Linked DNA regions of Bombyx mori: regions 1 and 3 are each linked to region 2. A link is a contact called in public Hi-C data. All regions are on one chromosome and are shown on one strand. Each heading gives the region's core, a stretch centred on a gene start, on an enhancer-like site or on the middle of the called end of the contact. The rest is flanking DNA. Distances are from core to core; before and after follow the strand shown. Region 1 holds the start of LOC732975 (muscular protein 20). Region 2 overlaps LOC101738491 (cadherin-86C). Region 3 has its middle 10 kb from the start of LOC134199829.

Evidence for each region. A called contact is a pair of places that touch in the nucleus more often than the background predicts.
Region 1: a Hi-C map of whole pupa shows a contact between it and region 2, with 4 times the contacts expected there. The contact joins the promoter of LOC732975 here to the enhancer-like site in region 2. A contact is called at or near these places in 5 of 7 Hi-C or Micro-C datasets (middle silk gland, midgut, posterior silk gland and 1 more).
Region 3: a Hi-C map of whole pupa shows a contact between it and region 2, with 4 times the contacts expected there. The contact joins two enhancer-like sites. A contact is called at or near these places in 2 of 7 Hi-C or Micro-C datasets (midgut and whole pupa).

What each region holds. Positions count from the first base shown.
Region 1 is chr12:5,585,157-5,588,248 of ASM3026992v2, reverse strand. LOC732975 (muscular protein 20) reads right to left here and starts at 1,797. Exons shown (of 4, transcript NM_001046972.1): 1 at 1,677-1,797. The coding sequence starts at 1,700. It overlaps LOC101738753 (circadian clock-controlled protein daywake), which reads left to right. Exons shown (of 6, transcript XM_004929405.5): 6 at 413-665. The coding sequence ends at 600.
Region 2 is chr12:5,476,566-5,479,660 of ASM3026992v2, reverse strand. It overlaps LOC101738491 (cadherin-86C), which reads right to left. Exons shown (of 15, transcript XM_038014421.2): 15 at 2,262-3,095. The coding sequence ends at 2,704. Among protein-coding and RNA genes, the nearest start is that of LOC134199906, 20 kb to the left of the region's middle. Within about 2 kb of position 1,275, at least 8 of the 8 cell types and tissues checked have open chromatin away from gene starts, as enhancers often do.
Region 3 is chr12:5,567,967-5,571,079 of ASM3026992v2, reverse strand. No RefSeq gene overlaps it. Among protein-coding and RNA genes, the nearest start is that of LOC134199829, 10 kb to the left of the region's middle. Within about 2 kb of position 1,604, at least 1 of the 8 cell types and tissues checked has open chromatin away from gene starts, as enhancers often do.

The DNA.
Region 1 (3,092 bases), core at 548-3,047, 110 kb before region 2:
ATTACTAACCTAAATACTTTTGAGAGCAATCAAAGAGTTTTATCGTTAAAAAGAATTTTCTCAAAACCTATTTTTGTGAAAAAATAAAAGAAAAACATTAATTTTAATAAAACATTCGACTGTAGTGAATAAAATTTATTGATAAGTATTTAATTTTTTTTTGTAGGTAATGATTATTGGTAAATAAGTTTTATGTAATCAATAATTTCAATTGTTAAATTAGGACTGATAGCTGAATTTTAAACGTTTTTAAGGAATCGCTAGGAATACATTATCTATATTAATTATTACTATTAAACTTATTTTTTAAACTAAACTGATCCCTATTGATGTTCTTTTGTTGAAGTGTTGTTGTTTATTTTTAAATAATTCTAGCATAACGTATCCTTTTATTATACTTTTATATTTTCAGAGGAAAGCACCAATGCATATCTTAACGAGAACTGGAGGCCTGTTTCTGAATCTCTGCGGCCAATCCTATCAAAAACTATAGAAGACATTCTATTAGGTTTCACGCAAACGCTGTTCCACAATTTACCGGCCAATTTTTTGATCGGCGACGTGAAAAACAAAAATAAAAAACTCGAAGACGCTTTCTAGTTATAAAGTTAAATTAGAAATTATTTAATTTGAAAATAGGAATGTAAATATAATAATAATAAGTTTTTCTATTATTTTTTTACTCCTGACCTTTATCCTAAAATGATACTACAAAAGTATTCTTATCATATTATTTTCAAATATATTTACCTAGTTGAATCTACATACATTGGCGTGGAATGAAAAACACTGCTTTTCCTTTAGTGTATTACGTTATAGCGTTTGAACCGATTGTTTTTATTTATCAAATAAACAAAACGCTTTCCCCTAATGTCGCTAGAGAGAATAAAGTTAATCCACGCCTGCTTAAAATAAAATAATTTACTTATCTTTTGAGCAATGAAACGTATTTATTCGTCTTTCAAGGTTACAACAAAATAAAACAGTAGAAAATTATAGATACAGCAAACATTTCATTGATTGGTAATTATTATAAATTATTCGTTTATACATACACCCGCTGCGTGTACCAAACTGTCAAATTGTCGAAATAGTAATTAGATAGAATTAGAGGAACGCGTTTTCTGTTTTTATTAATTACTATCAAAATAATATCAGCAGTATCTGTTGCTGTAGTTTAAAGATGTAGCATATATTATTATCAGATTTATAATATTCTAGAAAAATGTTTGATAACAGAACATTATACAGAAGTGAAATAATACGATTTGGCGTATTGCCAAAACGCAAATTTTAGAAGAGCGTTGTTTATCACACCTGTTATTTCAGGTACCTACGTTTAATACTGAAAAAGTGAGTCAGAAGCATTGAAAATTTTAGAATCTATTTTATTTTTAATGCGAAGTACTATCAAACCGAATTTGTAGCAGATAAAGTAGAATATACTCAAGATATCTTTAAAATTATGCTTTAAGCTACCTTTTGTGCAAAGAAAAATGTTAGAACTTTCTTGTTACATGAACGAAAATATATTTAAAGATTAATTTTCGTAACCTAGAAGATTATAATACTATAATAGTGTCAACTATAATCATAAATTGAAAGAAATAGTAGCTAGTTCGACTTTATGGAAACAAAACATAAAACTGACACCGATTATCGGTATTATGGCCTACCTGCCAAATAGGACGTCCGGGCATTTTGATAGAAGAGGATTTTTCAAATTATCACAATATAATAATATTCACAATGAACACACACTGGTGTTTCGCGCTGTTTTCACTAGATGGCACTCTCACCAAAGTTGAGCACAAAATAAGCTCTTCTCACTAGAATGACGTGTTTTATACACCAGCAAATCTCTATTGGCGTAAATACGAGCGCGAACGAGATGAAACAGAGACCTGCAACTATACCGACCGAAATATCCCCTTACGTGGTCTTTCGGCTATTTTAAAATGATTCCTTTCATGTCTGCAACATGTAGGTACGTACCTACTGAATTAAATGACGTTTGAGTGGATTGCGGTGGCTCTACTTAATTTGTGAACTACTTGCGCGTGCTATGGTATTTCTTTATATTTGTCCACTTTTAAAAACATCATGCTGAAAATATATTTTTTTAGTATTATTTATTATTCAAAAAAAATTTAAACTATGAGGTTTGTTCAGTTGGAAAACCTAAGTTGTGCATAGTGAAAATGTTCACAACGAAAAATGTAAATAAAAAGGCATTCTTTCGAAGAAGTAATCAAAAATAATAAAAATACTTTCCGAAAATTACTATTGCTGTTTTGTTGGTTAAATAAATATCTTATGTATGTTTTAATATAATTTCTTTGTCTTTCAATAAAACGAATACACCTCAAGTAAAACCGACAATTGAAAATTAATTCACAATAAAATAGCAATTGTAAATATTTAAATTTAAAACCTATCACCAAAAAGCTTTAATGCAGAAAATTGTAGTTATATCTAGTTACCAATTTCTGTTATACTATTAACTTGTTTATTTATTTTTTAAATATAATTTTGCACTAAAGATTATACATTTAATCCTTAAGGTTTTGGTATCAACTAGACATTCATTGTACGTATGAAATTATTCGATAATTTCTAATTCTTATTTGGAAACTAAAGCAAAGTAAAAGTCGACACCCGATGATGTGATATTTAACCAGATCGAGTTATTTATAGTCAGCAAATGCTTTGTAACTGGAACGAGGCTAAACATTTTCATGTTCGTCGTTAAAACTTCACGCTGGCGCTTTTATATAGTAGAACTAGCAACCCGCCCTAGCTTCGCTTCGGAAACTGTAATTTATTATTGATTTTTATGGATGTTATTATACATATAAACTTTCCTCTTCAATCACTCTATCTATCAAAAAAACCGCATCAAAATCCGTTGCGTAATTTTAAAGATTTAAGCATACATATAGGGACAGAGAAAGCGACTTTGTTTTATACTATGTAGTGATCTGTTCACAAAGGCTTTAAATTTTGTAAAGAAATTTCTAGTAAACGTTTCAATTTGATCACAACGTTGCATATAGTTAGATAATAAAGCAATTAATGTTTAGTTGAACCCG
Region 2 (3,095 bases), core at 26-2,525:
CTAAACCATAGACACAACCCAATGAGTTTCTCGCCGAATCTTCTCAGAATCTTCTTACTGGTGGTAGGACCTCTTGTGAGTCCGCGCGGGTACGTACCCCCACCCTGCCTATTTCTGCCGTGCAGCAGTAATGCGTTTCGTTTTGAAGTAGCCGTCGTAACTATGCTTGAGACCTTAGAACTTATATCTCAAGGTGGGTGGCGTATTTACGTTGTAGATGTCTATGTGTATGTTATCAAATTCGATCAGATCAAGCCCGTGAGATCACCTACCCGTCCGCGCGTAACTTCAATAGCCCTTACCAGCGCATAGGTAGGAAGAAAAAGTTTTGACGGAAAAGATATAAAGGATAAGACGCCCAGTACATTCGTATCGAGGAATGCGACTGTGCCGGTGATCGAATCCCGCAGGCGGGTACCAATTTTCCTAATGAAATAAATGTGCTAAATGTTCAGTAACAACTTCCACGATGAGAAAATAATACCACGTAATAGAAATTAATTCCGAAAAATTAAAAATTTACGTAATCACTTTCCGTAGGGCGTATTGTGAGTCCGCACAGGTAGATACCACCACCCTGCCTATTTCTGCCGTGATTTCTGCAGTAGTATTTTTCGGTTTGAAGGCTAAGACAACCGTTGGTCCATAAAAATGAGAATCAGAATTTATGTATCAAGGTAGATGGCAGCATTTATTTTGTTACCACAATTGGGCCGTGAGCACATCCGCCCATTTAAGGAAGAAGAAAAATGTTTTGAGTTGCCGTTTTTTACCATGTGATAGATATGATTTAACTTTCAAGATAATTATTCCCATTGTAACAAGACAATTAAAAAATGTACCAACTACAAAAAAAGAACAAAGGGCTCAATCTCAGGTGTATTTATTAAAAGATGAAAGTAAACTTTTTTTATTAAATTGTGTTCTTTTCTAAATTTTACCATTGGTGGTCTAGTGGTCTATATATAGAAATAAGCAGAAATGTAAAACAACTGTGCATTAATTTCATTTCAAAACAAGAAATACTTCTTTTGATCATGCCTTAAATTCATGAAGATATAACTAAAACGTTCCAAACAAGCACACGTACACTTTTCAAACTAAAAATAAATTAATGTATTTTTGGTCTGAAAAGTTTCAAGGTGTTTAACGCCACCTATTGAACGCTTAAAAAGGCTTTATACTGACATCTAGCGATGAGTAGATGAAGCAACATTGACACAGACAAATTATTTACGATCTCCTTTTGCCTATGCGATCTTAGTACCTGTAAAAGTATTAGGAAGGAACCGCGAGATTTTCCACTCGGAAACCGCACACACGCTGCCTCGTCGCACTCACTGCCCAAACAAAACACGTCGCGAAAGTGTATTTTATTTTATTTGTTTGAAATATTACTTCATAAATGAGGTTATTTAATTGAGTCGACTATTATCAAATCTGACTTTTGGACAATGATTGGTAAATCAGAAAAACGAATTATTGACTTTGTATTCCATTGGCAGTCACAAAACTCTTCGGAACGACATCTTAGATAAATAACAGGTTAACTATTAACCTTTATTTAATGCAGGTTTTGAACCGTATTCTTTGAAGGAGACGATTATATTCAAATAAATCTGTATTGACATATCAATAATTTTTTTTTGTCCAAATGTACAGATTGCCGCCTTTGATAATAGACGACTCAATTTTAATCTTATCTATATTTTTGCACTTGCGCGATCCTCGGTGACCTCGTATGATTGTTGGAAGATTATAAAGGTTTTTTTTTTTAAAACAAATCGTTTTTATCAAGAAGCTCACTCACTTCATTTGAATCACAGTTTTTATTAGAGACACTCAACCCTTGTTCCTTTCAAATTATCTTTTATTAAGTAAAAATTACTTTACCAAGAACTAGCTGCAATGGTCGGTTTTATTTTGTATTTTTTTTTAAATTCGTAATGGTGTTATTGAATTCAACAAGCTTGGTTAACATTTTTTATTCTTTGTCTTGCGGTCTTATTCTTAACGACATATTGCCGGTTATAATGACCATTATAAGAATATTGTCAAAAAGTGGTATTGACACTTTCAGGGTTATAATAACATTCATTTTGGATTTCAATCAACATATCCTTTACTATCAGTTTATTATGAATAAGAGCGTAACTAAACTTAAAATGCTGTAGTACAAATATTCATAACGCTTTGTTTTTTTTAGTAAACAAAGTCGAATGAAAATTCTATCGCATTATGTACTAAATACCAATAAAACATTTTGCCATTTTAAATAAGTATATATAATTTCATGTTTTGTAACAAATAATCAAACGACTGTGTCAGTGTTCACTAGGAGAGATAAAAAAATATTTACAAAAATTATGTTGTTGTTACAAATATATTAAAACTACAATATCTTTAACATATAAATATTACTATGGTAATCTTATTACAATAACAATCATATTTACACAAAGAAACTATTATTACTTATATGGACAGTCAGGTTAAACAGAATTCACAAAAATATTACCCTAATTAAAAATATTTATGTAATAATACTATTTACATTTTAAGAGTTTGTTATTATTAATCAGCTAAAATACTGGACGGAATGGAATGTATTCGTTTCTCTCAGTTTTAGGTAAGCTTAGTAACAATAAGGCACTAATCACATTTGGTAGGATCATATTATATAAAATATAAATCAATTATTCTTCAGTAAGACGTGGAGCTGCTATCTGGTCTTAGTTGTTTATTGTTGGTTTGAACATCGTCATAGGCTATAGTAAAAACGCTTTTTTTCTCAGTGATGGGTAGTCTTTTGAAATTACCAGCGTGTTGAACTAATGTGTTCATTGCGATCCCAGAGTCATTGTCGTCCAAGGCAGTAATATTTCTTGGCTGGAGATCCAAATCTCCTCCAATGTTAACTTTAGATACATGTACTTCGGAAGAAATTTTTCGATCTTCGTCATAGTTCGTAGATATTGAAATACTGTGAGTTAACGCACTTTCTGCAATGTCTTGGTTAATCACCTTTGTTTTGACGTCGTCTTGATTCACGTATATCGGCTGTTCTACAGATTGTCTTGGAGGTAATATTGGAA
Region 3 (3,113 bases), core at 355-2,854, 91 kb before region 2:
ATTCAATAAATTAAAAATTAAAGAGAATTAAACAGATTCTTGAGAACTTTTTGCTCACAGCAAATTCATTAACTATTAAATTGATGCAAAAACTGAAATTGGACCTCGCTTGTACTTTTATTATAGATTCGGATATTGATACGTATTTTAAGTGAGTATATTATAATAGATTTTAATTTTTTCAGCAATTTCAATACATAAGATGACAGTTTTAATTTTTATTCTTTCCTTTGATTTACCAAACAAAGTTCCTAAAACCGACAAATCTATAAAATAGGTGATATTTTTTATGTGAATAAAATAAAATTAACAGTCAAGTTGATGCCTTAAATAAAAACGATAATCCGACAATTACAAAAAACAACAAAAAATTACATACCTTGTAACTTCACACAGCACCGCAACAAAGTTCGTCTTGTTTACGTCTGTAAATACGTTGTTGTTGTTGTTTATGCTAGCCTGGTACTATAACAGACGCGTGCATCCCCTTCTACAGCCTCCGTACAACTGACGTTACGTAACGATGTCCTGGCGATTCTCTTCAACCCCTATTTCCATGCATTTTCTCGGACGTCGACCATTTTCACTTGAACTACCACACCCCCCTTACTACGTTTTCTATGAAATCGTTTCCATGCTATTGTTCGGAAACTGTAGGGCATTGTATTCTGGTTGACTGTGCTCGGAAATTTTCGTGGGAAACCGCGTTAAGGCTCCGCCTCGCGCAGAAACATTCTTACAGGCTCGTCTGAGACATCTCTTTGTATTAAAGTGACGTGTTCGAAGTGAGTGCAGTATAAAACAATTGGGTAAGGTACAGAATGTGCGATTTCGTGCAGTTTTACAAAATTCATTTAAACTTAAATTTGTGTTGAATTTGAGAAATTCTCTTATCCAATTGACAAAGAATAGAATGTTCATAGAGATATTTTAACCTTATTAAGCTAAGGCATACATTACATCATTAACATAATCAAAATCTGCGAACACAATTTGCGAGATCAAAATCGCTACGCAAATACCGGAGCGCATAGATTTAAAAACAATATTATAAATTTCGCGACCCATTATTAGTCTAAGTTTTAGTTAGAAAAATTGCTAACTCGCATATAAGAGGTATACGCACAATGGTTAGCGTCAGTAAACAAAACTGCAATAGGAAATTTTCTGGTTTTTCTTCACCGTTACAATATTTTGTTATTAAGGTATTCAATGCAAATTGTTAATTGCCTGATCCAATATGTTTACGTTATTATAAAATAAAAATTGTTATTGATTGCCTTTAACGATAGTGTAAATTTTAGTTTCTGGTTTGTTGTTAACCACGAAAATATTAAAACTGCTAATTTGCTAATCTTCTCGACTGTATCATACAAGTACGACATTTTATTATGAATTAATTTTAATATCTCATGAACCACGCCCAGTGCGTAGGCGTGTCCTTAGACACGCCCACACGCCTCCTGAACAGCTCGAGTCCTGCTCTTTCAGACAATGTCCTTTATAATCCTACTCATTTCAAAATCACCGATGCATCAGAAGAAAGATATGGAAGCTATGTGTCTTCTTTCGTCCCGTGTTATACCGATATGGCGATCGAGTCTATCGATCGTTCCAACTTTCTAGACGATTGATTAAATACTGAGGGGGATCTGCATATGTGTGAGTTGAATGTAATGAAAGCTTTTTTCGTCTGTTGACTGTTGAACTATGAATGTATTATATGTACGTATATCTACATTTCAGAGATACTACCTACAAAGGACATTCACTAGAATCGTACCTACTGAAAATTAACTAGATGTTATCCATATCCATTCAGTATCTTCACAATTTACATATATTTCAATGATACTAGTGGTCCCTGTGTAGTCGAAATCCTACTATAATTATTGAAATTATAAGTTTGGACATTATAACGGTTCTATTGTCAAAGACTATTTAATATACTTCTACACTTACAGATTTCGCCCAGAGTACATTAAAGACCAATAATATTAAATACTTACAATATTAATCTATTCTCAATTTGACCATAGACTTTCAACAATAACAAAAGTTTGACAATAAACACAGAGTGTATGTGTATGTATATGTGATGTGTCAAATAACTGGTAGTGTATGTAATGTTTTTTTATTGATTTAATAAAAGCATATTTAAAAAAAAATATTAACATTCTGCACTCCTTTTCTATATTCTCTATAAGCGTGACAATATTTAAGCTCCTCGGTACGTGCAATTTTGGTAAAAAGTTTCTGCTTCACGTATTAATATATTGATAATCAAAGTTTAATAATATAGTTTTTAATTTTAACAAGTCTTTCGAAATATTTGGAGGCTTGTTCTGATTAACAAACTACACAAGAACAAGGTAAAGTTGAAGTTGATGTTATTTCTGTCATTTTGTGTATCAATAAAACTTCAAAACAACAAACCATCGTTTGTGAAAAACACTATCATAGTCATTTCAAATTACGTACACAACTCTTTAAAAATAGAACAAAAATAGAACATTACAGATCCGTGGCATGTGTTCACGGGCAGTCACGAGCAGATCGTCAGGATTATGCATCAATAGTTAGGTATTTAAAAAAAAAAATTAGTTCTAGTTATCTAGTTTAATCTAATTAAAATCTATTGAAGTTCTAAGGAACTCAACAGCTTTTCTCAGTGAGAATGTAAAGAACAATCACTGTGGACGTATTGTTGAATGATAACGGAGATCTACGCAACGCAATGATCTCTGTTTTAAATTGAGTCACAAGTACGAAGTTTATGTGTGTGTATTTAAAAATCATTTATCGCTAAGGAACATGTGATTCGCGGCCATAAGTAGAAAGAATGATGTCACTAAGCTACGTTCAAAACAAACCCTTGCCCATCAAATATGTTTTGATTTTATATTACACGTGTTTTTTTACATAAAAATGTAATCCCGAGGTGACTGAAAAATCATTAATCAGCCAATAATTCGGGCTCCTTTTAAAAACATCCAGGGAATCAAAATATTGCGATATAGAGCTTATTGTGGATACGCCCCGCAATTTTTTTTTAAATATAAATCGTGAGTGTTAAATTTAGATTATAAAATAATTTTTAATGAACTAAGATA